Regions from separate parts of the Zea mays genome. Here regions 2 and 3 are each linked to region 1. Evidence: chromatin contacts called from public Hi-C data. All regions are on one chromosome and are shown on one strand. Each heading gives the region's core, a stretch centred on a gene start, on an enhancer-like site or on the middle of the called end of the contact. The rest is flanking DNA. Distances are from core to core; before and after follow the strand shown.

The links. A called contact is a pair of places that touch in the nucleus more often than the background predicts.
Region 2: a contact with region 1 is called in a Hi-C map of endosperm, with 2.6 times the contacts expected there. The contact joins the promoter of LOC100191932 here to the promoter of LOC100382628 in region 1. A contact is called at or near these places in 6 of 25 Hi-C or Micro-C datasets (bundle sheath, ear, endosperm and 3 more).
Region 3: a contact with region 1 is called in a Hi-C map of endosperm, with 2.1 times the contacts expected there. The contact joins the promoter of LOC100282304 here to the promoter of LOC100382628 in region 1. A contact is called at or near these places in 6 of 25 Hi-C or Micro-C datasets (ear, endosperm, leaf and 1 more).

What each region holds. Positions count from the first base shown.
Region 1 is chr8:130,897,511-130,901,374 of Zm-B73-REFERENCE-NAM-5.0, reverse strand. It overlaps LOC100382628, which reads left to right and starts at 2,185. Exons shown (of 16, transcript NM_001358392.1): 1 at 2,185-2,265; 2 at 2,370-3,012; 3 at 3,119-3,338; 4 at 3,420-3,530; 5 at 3,746-3,864. The coding sequence starts at 2,415.
Region 2 is chr8:130,497,478-130,501,341 of Zm-B73-REFERENCE-NAM-5.0, reverse strand. It overlaps LOC100191932, which reads right to left and starts at 1,628. Exons shown (of 7, transcript NM_001137356.1): 1 at 1,291-1,628. The coding sequence starts at 1,512.
Region 3 is chr8:130,584,141-130,588,004 of Zm-B73-REFERENCE-NAM-5.0, reverse strand. It overlaps LOC100282304, which reads left to right and starts at 1,605. Exons shown (of 12, transcript NM_001155216.1): 1 at 1,605-1,845; 2 at 2,631-2,722; 3 at 2,906-2,968; 4 at 3,064-3,162; 5 at 3,382-3,540; 6 at 3,817-3,864. The coding sequence starts at 1,686.

The DNA.
Region 1 (3,864 bases), core at 936-3,435:
GCATCGAGCCGAGCGAGTGAGCGATTGGCGCGCCAACCCAGCCGTCCTGCGCCCGGTGTACCTGTCCCGGCCACCCGGTCGCCACCCGCTAGCAGTAGGCATCAAGCCGAGGCGCCGAGCGACCCTAGGACCCTGCGTCCCTGGCACCTGGCTCCCTGCCCCTGCGTGGCTACATCACTCCACTTCGAGGTAGGAGCCGGCCACCGAGGCCCAAGCAGATCCTAGGCTGCTACTGCCATCCGCCCAGCCACCGGCGTCCAGTTCCAGCACTCTGGCGTCTAGGTCTAGATCCCAGGAAGATTGCTTGCTTCTGTAACAGTAATCAAATTTATTATGTCTTGTTTTTTTGTTATACCTTGTCATTGTCAACCATGTGTTTTATTTGTGTGAAGTGTAATTATACACGCGGGTATCCGATACCCGCCTGATACCCGATGGGTACGGGCACGAGTACAAAATCCTACCCGCGGGTATAATGGCGGGCCGATATGAGTAATGCCCGCGAGTATTGTCGCGGGCGGATATTTACCATACCCGATCCAAACCCGACCCATTGCCATCCCTAGTCAGTACCTTTCAAAAGGGAAAGAAAAGGAGAGTTTGAGACAATGTTGTCTGCTTTAGGGCTACTTTGGCAACCCCAAATCCCCTTCGGGATTGAAGAGGATTGAGGTGGAAATGAACTAATTTCCTCTCCAATTCCTTTCAATCCCGAAGAGGAATTGAGTTCCCAAACTAGCCTAAGTACGAAAAAATCGCCTCTTGTACCGGGTAAAAAAACTCCTCTTGCTGCTCAGAAGAAGGTGGAGTTTGGGGGCAACTCTGTCAAAAGATGGAAAACAATTGCGCTGGGCCAGGCCCGCGATGCTATCTCCTGGCGCCCACATGTTAGTAGCCTGGCTCCATCCCCTCCGACGCGGCGCTTCCTCCCCGTCTTTTTTGTATTTTAGTCCTTTGGGATTTTATTTTAACAAATACACCCTTTTCAGTTTTATTTCAAAAATGGACCCTCACCTCGGCGCCATCACTATTGGCGGCGAGCTACATGTTGGCACCAATTAGTTTGACGTGTATATTTAAGAGCTGACGCCTATGTGGATCTGATGTGGCAGCACCTCGACGCCGTGGATCTCGGCGTCGACCTCCATGTATATAAATATACCACTCCGGCCATCGGTTTTTGATTTTTGGATGATAGCAGTCATTTTATCAATGATTCTTCTTCATACTTAGTTTATTTGGTCAGCCACGTAGACATCTCCTACAAAGTGGTTGAAGGGGGTGTTTGGTTTGCCCCTGCTAAAATTTAGCCCCTATCACATCGAATGTTTGAACCTCCGTTCGGAGTATTAAATGTAGTCGGATTATAAAACTAATTTCTCAGCCGAAGATTAAAAAGTGAGACGAATCTAGTACAGTTGGTTGGGTCTATATTTCATACTCCTATTTGAAAGTCAAACGCTTGATGTGACCCAGGCTAAACTTTAGTCCACAGAACCAAACACCCCCGAAGTGTTTTTGTGAGCACCAAACGTCTTGTCGCGTGGGATGCACGTCATATTTCTCAGGTGTCATATTATGCTATGATCAGCAGTTAATGTCAGGCACCAAACCACTATCCCATCTTCAGTCATATCAAGCTACAGTATGCATCTTGGTGTTCTTGCAACAGCATGACATGCAAGGAATTATGAGCTTGGTTAAACTATTTCTGTTTCTGTATTCACTTTTAGTTGCAGGGCTATTGCAATCCGTTATTTAATTGGTGCATGATTCCCTTGTTTATTATAAAAGGATGTTTTTGGATTATGGATAACGAATTGCACGTTTGAGCCGAGTTATTTACACTCATCCTTGCAGGACTAGTCCAGCTGAATTTGTGGTCTCGCGAGTAGGTACTATGAATTTATGGTCGACGCCGAGATCCATGGCGTCTAGGTCGGCGCCGATATCCACGGCACCGAGGTGCTGCCACATCAGATCCACATAGGCGTGAGCTCTTAAATGTACACGCCAAATTAATTGGCGTCGACACGTTGTAGTTCGACGCCAATAGTGATGACGTCGAGATAAGGGTCCAATTTTTTGAAATGGAACTGAAAAATGCGTATTTGTAAAAATAAAACCTAAAAAGGGTAAAATGTAAAAAAGACGGGCTTCCTCCCGCGATTCGAATCGGAAGCCCTCGCATTCCGAAACCCACCCTCCGCCTCAAGAAGCCACCGCTCCGACGAGCCGTGGGTGGCAGAGGACGCGCAGAGCAAGGTCGGGGCGGGGGTCTCTGCACCGGCAATTTCTCGCGCTGCCGCCGCTGAATGCTATCGGAGTTTCGGGGGATATTTAATGCGGTCTCGTTGATTTTCTCGTAGCCTCACCGCTGCAGGCGGGCGCGCGGACAGCGTCCCGCCCTCCCCATGGAGCCCGACGCCGCCGGGTGCGACGTGTCCGCGGACGGCCTCATCGCCGAGCTGCTTGACATGGGCTTCGAGTTCGACGCCATCAGCGCGGCGGTCGGCGCGGTCGGCCCGCGCCGCGCAGAGGTGCTTGAGGTCCTGCTGGGCGGGTCGGACGCCCGAGCGGGGCAGGCGAGGCGGGGAGGGGGAGTGCCAGGCCGTCCCGCCTTGTCTACGGCGCAGCCACGGCCGGCTGGCAGGGGCATGAAATTGAGTAACCCTAGGGGGAGGCTTAGGCAGTCCAGCATCACGGACCACGTTGCCTCAGCTACTGGTGGCGGAAAGGAATCTGGTCGGGAAGCGAACATTTCGTTTCCTTGTTCATCGGCTCCTGGTGGTCCCAGGGTAATGCCAGTGGCTGTTGATTTTTGTTCCGAACCGGGTCCCCAATCTCAGTCTTTGGTTGAGAACTCGACAGTGGAGTCCGACCAAATGGACAGAATTAGTGCTGTTCTGCAAAAGCATTTTGGGTTTTCCTGCCTCAAAGCATTCCAAAAGGAAGTCTTGGATGCTTGGTCTGCTCACAGGGATTGTATTGTCCTAGCAGCCACAGGATCAGGTGTGTTTTCTGTAATGCTCTTCTCTATCTTCTCTAATTTATTGTTTTCCCCCACATGGATGGTAGTTTCGTCCTCCTTTTCTTACATGGATAACTCTGCTGGCAGGAAAGTCCCTCTGTTTTCAGATCCCAGCTCTATTAACAACAAAGGTTGTGGTGGTCATATCACCCTTGATAAGTCTAATGCATGATCAGTGCCTGAAGCTTGCAAATCACGGGGTATCCGCATGCTTCCTTGGGTCAGGGCAACCTGATAGCCGTGTTGAAGGTAAAGCGATGGCTGGCATGTATAAGATTGTTTATGTTTGCCCTGAGACAATATTAAGGTAATCATTCTCGCCTGTGGTATTCTAAAGTTTATTAACGTGTTGCTGGGCCTATCTTGGTGGTGATGTCTCTTCTTGCAGATTAATGGAACCGTTGAAGAAACTTGCAGAAAAGCCAGGGATTGCACTTTTTGCCATTGATGAGGTCCATTGTGTTTCTAAATGGGGCCACGATTTTCGACCTGACTATAGGTCTGCTCTTGTGTTTGATATCCTCTGTTAAAGGTGCAAGTTATTATTTACCATTGTTTTTTTGTCAACACCATTTTAATTTTCACATATAATGAAGTGAGATTTATTTAATTTGCACTCAAGAACCAACATTTGCTTGCTATTTTGTCACATCATCTTCCAACTCTTTAGTATCTATTAACGATTATATTCTATGCTTTATATTCTTACAACAGGAGATTATCTGCGTTGAGAGAAAATTTCAGTTCCAGCAAATTGAAGTTCTTGAAGCATGACATTCCGTTGATGGCATTGACAGCTACTGCAACTATTCCCGTACGAGAAGACATTACTA
Region 2 (3,864 bases), core at 379-2,878, 400 kb after region 1:
CATGTCATTTTAACATTGAGATGTGAAAAGCTTAATGAACTACCTTTGCCTTACTTCTTAAAGAGGTTTGAAACAAGATGCAAGAGGTAAAAATATCTATCTTTTATCATACTATGTGTACATCATTTACCTGATAATATTCTTTTTGTTACTTTAGAGAGAGTGTGTATGATGAGGAAGGTAACTTATTGGACGAGAAGTCATTAGATGCTGATGAAGTGGATAGAAGAAAAAAGGTAGCAACTGTGCGCAACAAGGTAGAAGACATGATTCAACAAGCAAAGAGTTCAAAAGAAGGCATGATTTTTTTGGTGTCAAGCATGATGAACATAAAAAAACTTGACCTGCGGGGGGTAAGACAGCCCCCGGGTATTGTATTAAGAAGAAGACCTTCTCACACAGGTCAAGAAAACCCCCGAACCCCTGCCCCACCCATACACAGCGGCATCGAAGCCCATGTGAGAACGACCACGACCGGGGCTGAGCCTTAGACCTGTGCTTTGGCGTGGGACAGACGAGGGGATTTTTTTAACCACAGCCTGAAATTCGCTCCCACGGGGAGTCGAACCCAGGACCTGAGGAGTGCTACTCAGACCACCTAACCAACTCAGCTAGAGGCCCTTTCGCAAGCATGATGAACATAGAAGCTTCTCTTTCTCAGATTGTACCTACTATGGTGCAGACTAGCCAACAAGAGTATGAAGGTTTCATCGGTTGCGAAATTCCGAAAGAAGTATATATACATCCACCAAATGATGTCCGCTCGAAGGGAAGGAGTAAAAGAATCAAGAAATCTAAAGAACTATCTAAGCCACGCAAAAGAAAAAGTACCTAGTCTGGGTGTATTTGTGTGCGTTATTATAGTGGCTTGAAAACTGTGGTACAATCTATTTGTATTTGCATGCGTCAATCATACTATGTGTATTTGCATGCGTCAATCACGGGGCCAATCGCGGGGCCAGTTGGATTAGGGAAAAGGACAGAATAATTAAGAAAAGAACCTGAGGTGGGAGGGCTTAAGTGAATAAAAGGCATTAATCGTTGGATTAAATAGGAACAGTCAGGATTTAAAGTGCTCACATGAGCACCGACATAGCGTGAGCACGAGATACGTTCCCAAAAATCAAAGCTCGTCACTCTCAAGATATTGATCACGGGAATTTGGATACTTAATTTAACGAGATGCTGTCTCTAGTTTTAATGTTCTATCAGATAATCAATTTGCACGGCGGAGGAACCAAAAGCAAGATTCTATTGGAGTCAGAAAGCGGGTGACCAATTCAACCCAACCTGAGGCGCCTTGTCGATGAGCTCCTGGACGTAGTTCTCGCCGAAGCAGCGGTGGCCCGCGTCGTAGACGCCCCGGATGACAGGCACCGGCTTGGTCTTGCTCACCGCCACCACGCGCACGGACCCCGGCGCGCGCCCCGCCCGCGCCGCCGCCTGCTGCGCGCGCGACAGCACCGACCGGAGCGCCGCCGCCGCGACCTCCGCCGCGGCCACGGACGCCATCTCTGCCTTCGCCGACGACGCCACCGCCGACGTGAGGGGTTGGTGGTGGCCTGATGTGAGCAGCCTCAGAGCTCTGATTCTCTGACGGGCCTAGTTCGACCCTTCGAAGATTGGAGTGGGATGGTTTTTCTCCTATTTTTGGGTTTTTTTTGGCTTCCTTTTTGTGTAGAAATGCTCATGGTTGGCAAAGGGTTTCCACACGTCTCTCCGCATTTAATAAACCAGTTTTATTGAGAGGGGTATCATCATATTTACTGTGTTTATGTTTAGTTGAATAGTCTAATATAATAGAGTGGTTTATGGATTATTTTATACTGTGTTTGGCAAAAACAACGGAGTCGTTTTATTTTTATTTGGTTGAATAGTAAATTAGAGTGAAGCCACTTTATTTTTTATTTGGTTGGAGAGCCGTATGACTGTAGATGAGAGGAGAGGGGGAGAACGCTCGCATCCGGTCATTTTTGTGGAGCGAGAGTGTTCTAACTATTTATGATAAATTTCCATATGAAATTCAGGAGCCACTTCGCTCTTATTTTGTTAGAAATCAAACATCCAAAAAATTGGAATGGATCCACTCTATTCTCCCTCACTCCTCAACCAAACACACCCTTAAATTTTTTTGAAACAAACCGGCTAGAGATTTGTCTGTTATATTAAAGAGAGGAAAAGCCTAGAAAGCCGAGGTTTAAAATACAGATACACCCCATGAAAACAGGACCAAGCCCAAGCACAAACACATAAAACAAAACAAAACGAAAAAGAGACTAGGAGAAAACCCAAGCACAAGCACACAAAACTAAAGAGATGTTAGGAGATTAGCAGCTGTTTGACTCCTACACATAAGAATTTCAAGTTTCGTCTATTCATCCTCCCCTAATCAAATTTCAAATAGTGAGTTTATAAGTGTGGTGCTTAGTCCTTAGCTTATCTGTGTTTACATCTAGACTCCTAGATAGTTTAAGTGGTAGTGGTAATATCCCTATCCATCCTTTGTATTTGACCACGTTAGCTCTATTTCTTAAAGAGGGGGATCCATCATAGTACTTCTCTACAATCCTAAACCCAATCCTTATACACCTCGGTGGCTCCATCACCGTCATATTGGAAAAAAAATTCTACTTAACTCGCTAAATTATTGATGGTTCTCTATTTCACCCACATCTATAAAATCAGGTATTCTACCCCTTGAATTATTGAAAACCGTCTAAATAAACTCTTTTGATATGGTTTTGCGACGTTTTTAAATGTCTATAGAATCCCTATCATAAGAGCTAATTATATAATTTAATTAATTATAAAATATAATATTATAACCCTTAAAAGATCTAATAATTGAATGATATTAATGAGTTCGACTGCATGGGGCCGTCGCTCTTCCACACCACAACCACAAGTCATCGCTTTAACATCCCCTTAGGCCTTGTTCGTTTGTGCCGGATTGGTGGGTCGGATCGATTCCTAACCGGATTGCTTCTCTAATTTATATAAACTTTGATTAGCTAGAACGATTTCGGGTGCAATTCGACAGAAACGAACAAGGCCTTAGGCTAGTTTAGAAGAAGGGGAGATAAACTCCAGAAGAGATTTTCTCCCACAAATAACTAAGGTCTTATTTAGGAGAAGAGGACTGAGGGGGCTTGGTAGTGTTTGGTTGGGGAGCGAAGTAGAACGGAACCGTTCCATCCCAGTTTTGGTGTTGTTTGGTTAGAAAGAAACTAGAACGGAGTGGCTCCAAAAGAAGAATATTCCCTCCAGATCCGGAACCATCCCGCTCCAAAAAATTGAGGGGAGGGAGCGGCTCCGTTCTCAGCCTGCTCTCCTCACCGCTCTCCTCACCGCGCAGGTACACCTCTCTCTCTCTGATGGCCGCCGCCGCCACCTACCTCTGCTGCCGCGCGCGCCCGACCTTCTTCTTGCTGCCGCGCGCCCGCTGCCGCGCGCAGGCCGTCTTCCTGCCGCGCGCAGGCCGTCCTGCTGTCGCCGCGCGCAGGCATTCCTGCTGCCGCGCGTTTCTGCCGCCGCGCGCAGGCGTTCCTGCTGCCGCCGAACGATCTGGCCGGAGCAGCCATGGCCATCTCTCTGCTGGTCCCGGCGCGCAGATCTGGCCGGAGCAGCCATGGCCATCTCTCTGCTGGTCCCGGCGCGCAGATCTGGCCGGAGCAGCCATGGCCGCCTCCCTCTGTGCAGCTCCCTCTACTGCTCCCTCTGCGCAGCTCCCTCTCCTTGTGTCTTTTTTTGGTTGATTGTAAACTAATTCACTTCTTGTTGATTGGAAACCAGATTGATTGCACAAAGAAGGAGAGCCAAGAACAACTGCAGCAAAGGTATACTTGTAAGATGAATTTGTCGCTC
Region 3 (3,864 bases), core at 356-2,855, 310 kb after region 1:
CCATTCCCACATATGTGTTAAATAACACTGTTTCGTTATATGATATAATCTGTCAAATGGCATGAACTAAAATATGCAGTTAAAAGGATTCAGAAGATCCATCATGAGATCCTAGAAGGACTCATATTCTTGAATTATAAATATGCAACATACAAATTTCATACCGACAATACATTCCTGATGAATGATAATTCTCCTGTGTAGAGACAATATCTCGTAATTGAGATTGTAGTTCTCTAATGGAAACTTTCTAGAAGAATCAAAGTCTGAGTTAAACACCAAAATTGATTAATCCCGATAAAGGGATAAAGATCTATATAGACCCGAAAAGGAATGAGATGAGGTACCAAAGGACTTGAAATTCACCGAATAAGCACATGTGCATTCCACGAGTTTTACTCATGCTATTTTCCACTAGCTGTGGAATTACGGTATCCTCTAAAGCCCCTATGGCAGAAACCTATAAGGTTTCGGTGTTACCGGCAAAATGTTGTAATGAATGAACGTATGGAGCGATGAGTCATATCTAGAATATGTATCATCACAACTATTGTATCCCCCTGAGTCCCATGGAAGGACAAGTTATTTGCTTTGCACAACTATGTATACATTGTGGTGTATGATAGAATGAAAGGTGTAGCTCCCTAGCCCCATCCATGCTCATTATTCTAGATGAACAATGAGGCATATTTCTTGAAGAATATGTTTAAGTTATGAGGGATAATGACTTTGATGGATGTCATCGTCAGGAGGAGCAAATGCTAAATCTTGATCACAATTGTGAGACACTGAATGCCATATTGTATGCCCCGAAGGCGTTAGTTTGATCAATATGTGAACCTTTGTGAAAGTTTCTATCAAATATGTAGATCTATTTGATCGAACACCACCAGTCGAAGTGGCTTGTTTATGTTGATATGTGCACTTACCTCGTGTATCCTAGAAGTGAGTTGAGGTGAAGTTTCTGAAATAATCCTTGCAAGGATGCAATCCGTTTGCTAAATTTCTATGTGCATATACTTTCAGAAGAAGATGTTTTGTCATATTGAGATAGTTTTCGCAAAGATCAGGGGAGCACATTTTTAAAGTTAGCCGTCGTAGAAGATTCGACACAATGCAAATCCAGAAGATCGAAAATCTGACCAGATGACAATTGTTGTACTCCTTTTCCTTTAGTGAGTTTTCCTAAAGTTTCTCACATGAGATTTTTAACGAAGAAATAAAGTGCAATGCAATATGCGTCACCATTCGTTCTTTCTCCATATTTTCCCCTAGGTTTTTGAGAGTTTTAATGAGGCATGTGTTGATCGCGTTATTCACCCAAAGGGGAGTGTTGAGAAACACTAATAAAGGGTTATATGGGCAAATACCGAATATGCCTCCTAGGGATATCCTGTCTTTATATATAGAATATATACCCCTCATATGGAATACAGAAGAGAAAGTGACTAAAGACCCAATACTATATTTTGTATCTCATGTGTTCTTTTTAGTGTGTGGACTTGTGTAAAGTGAGATAAGTCTTCCACATCTTCTCGTACCTAATGTTGTACTTACGGAAAGGGAGAATATGTTGATATGTGGTAAAGTTCTCAACACTCCAAAACCGGAGAGCGTCGGGCCCATTTCACTCAGTGCTCCCCCACGCGCCCGCCCTGAGCACCCGATCCACCACCGCGACGGCGATGAGCACCGCCTCCGGCGATGGCACGGACGCCGGCGGCGACGAGGCCTCGTCTGCGGCCGCCGGGAGGCGGATCCCACCTGCCTCTTCCATGTCGTGGGTACGCAACCTCCGCCGCTTCGTCGGCATGGGCGCCGGCCTCGGATCCGAGGCCCTCATGGGTCAGTGCCTCTCTCCTCTGTTCCTCCCTAGCCCCCGGCTTCCGCGCTAGGCTCGGTCGGAGCTGCGCGCCTTGGATTTCGAGGCGGTGGTTTAGGTGCTAGGACTAAGGTTTACATCCGCCCAGTTTGAAATGTGTATAGTAGGAGGATGGGGTTTGTGCAGCATAGTATTTATGTTGATGTAATGCAGCACAAGGGGCACCTGAAAAAGTTGGATACTGATTTGCAGCTGTTGATTTTGGTGGTGATTCATTCGGGAAGAACAATGGTGCTTTCTGAAGAGGTAGTGATGTTTATGGAGGATATATATTTTGGGTTTCTGCTGTTTGAGCTCACACCCATACTCATAATTTGACGATAGGGGGATGCCTGGCCTCGGAAACTCTTCCGATACAGGTATGTCCGGCGGCTGACGTGTGGGGCCAGGCCGTGGCAGGCCCCACACGTCAGCCGGCCAGCTGTAGCTCCGTTCACAGATGTACCTGCAGAGGATCCCGCCGGCCTGGCCTTAGGACGGTGGGCTGAGTCTGAGTGCTAGTACTTCTGTCACTGCACCTGCACAGAGAACTGGGACCTTTTTTCTTTTGCAATTTTTTACAATTATTGAATTAAAGTAGTTTGGCGTTATTCCTTACTCGTGGGCGCACTAAAGTGATACAAAAAACTAGCATGTTCTCTTTGGAAACAAGCTTAACATAAAATGCTAGACTCCTGTGGTTGTTTTGTTAATCAACATATACATTTCGCACCATGTTCATGATTTGTTCCATATGCACAATTTGCAGAACTGGAGACTAAAAGGATATTGCTTGAGATTTTCAAGGAGCGGCAGCGGAAGAGTGCTGAAGCTGGTTCCATCCCAAGTTTCTACAAGAAGGTGCACAATTCAGTTTGCTGACTATTCTTGTCCTTTTATATTTGTACTTTTAAGATGAAATTTACAGATTAATGCAATAGTATAGGTAATAATTTCTTTTGGGTTCCCTTAGTAACTACACTTGGTCCTTTTTGTAGAATCTTGCACCTTAGTTGTGGATACTAATCTCCATCATGTGTCCAGAAACCTGAAGAAGGATCTATTAGCTCTAGAGTTCAAAGGTTGGCCAAGTATAGGTTTTTAAAGGTAACATAAGGCCGGTGACATGCTAAGCTTTATTTAGTTGGTATTTTCCTTTTCATGACTTGTGCCTTATGGTATCTTTTCAAAACCAATTACAGAAACAATCAGAGATGCTGCTGAATGCTGATGATCTTGATGCCATGTGGGTTTGTCTCAGAGAAAATTGTGTAATCGATGATGCTACTGGTGCTGAAAAGGTAAGATTCTTTTTTGATACATGTATTTTACATCACATCCATTTGTAGAAGTCTTAATTCTTGTTGCATTTTTGAATATTGGAATACTAGTTTTGTTCTAGCTCACCGGCTTACCGCTAACAACTACATTCATGATCTCCATTTATATTTCTTTATCTGACTATGTAGCACTGTTTTCTTATGATATCTCCCTTTCTTATTCTTCCTGAGATACTGCAGATGAATTATGAAGATTTCTGCCATATCGCTACAGTCTGCACGGAGCAGATTGGTCAGAAATGCAAACGCTTCTTCAGCCCTTCAAACTTCATGAAGTTTGAGAAGGATGACTCTGGGAGGATTGCTATCCTACCATTTTATCTTTATGTCATGCGAACAGTGAGTTATTTTCTGCGAGAAAGAGCAGTTAAACTTGCCAGCTAGTTTTGTCCCAGATGCTTCATTTTGTTTCTAATAGATTGTGGGTTGGTTAAAATCCACATTATTAGCGATTCTGTTCTCTATTCTTATCTGAAGTAATTTTTACTCCATTAGTTATACCGTTTCGTTATTTATACCAAGTTTGTCTAAATAACGGTTAGGCTACACCTTAGAATCTAATTGTGCAAATTATGGTGCTATGTACTGATCATTTGCTTACTGGTTCTTGTGCAGGTTTCTCTTACTCAAGCAAGAATTGATATGAGTGAGCTTGATGAGGAT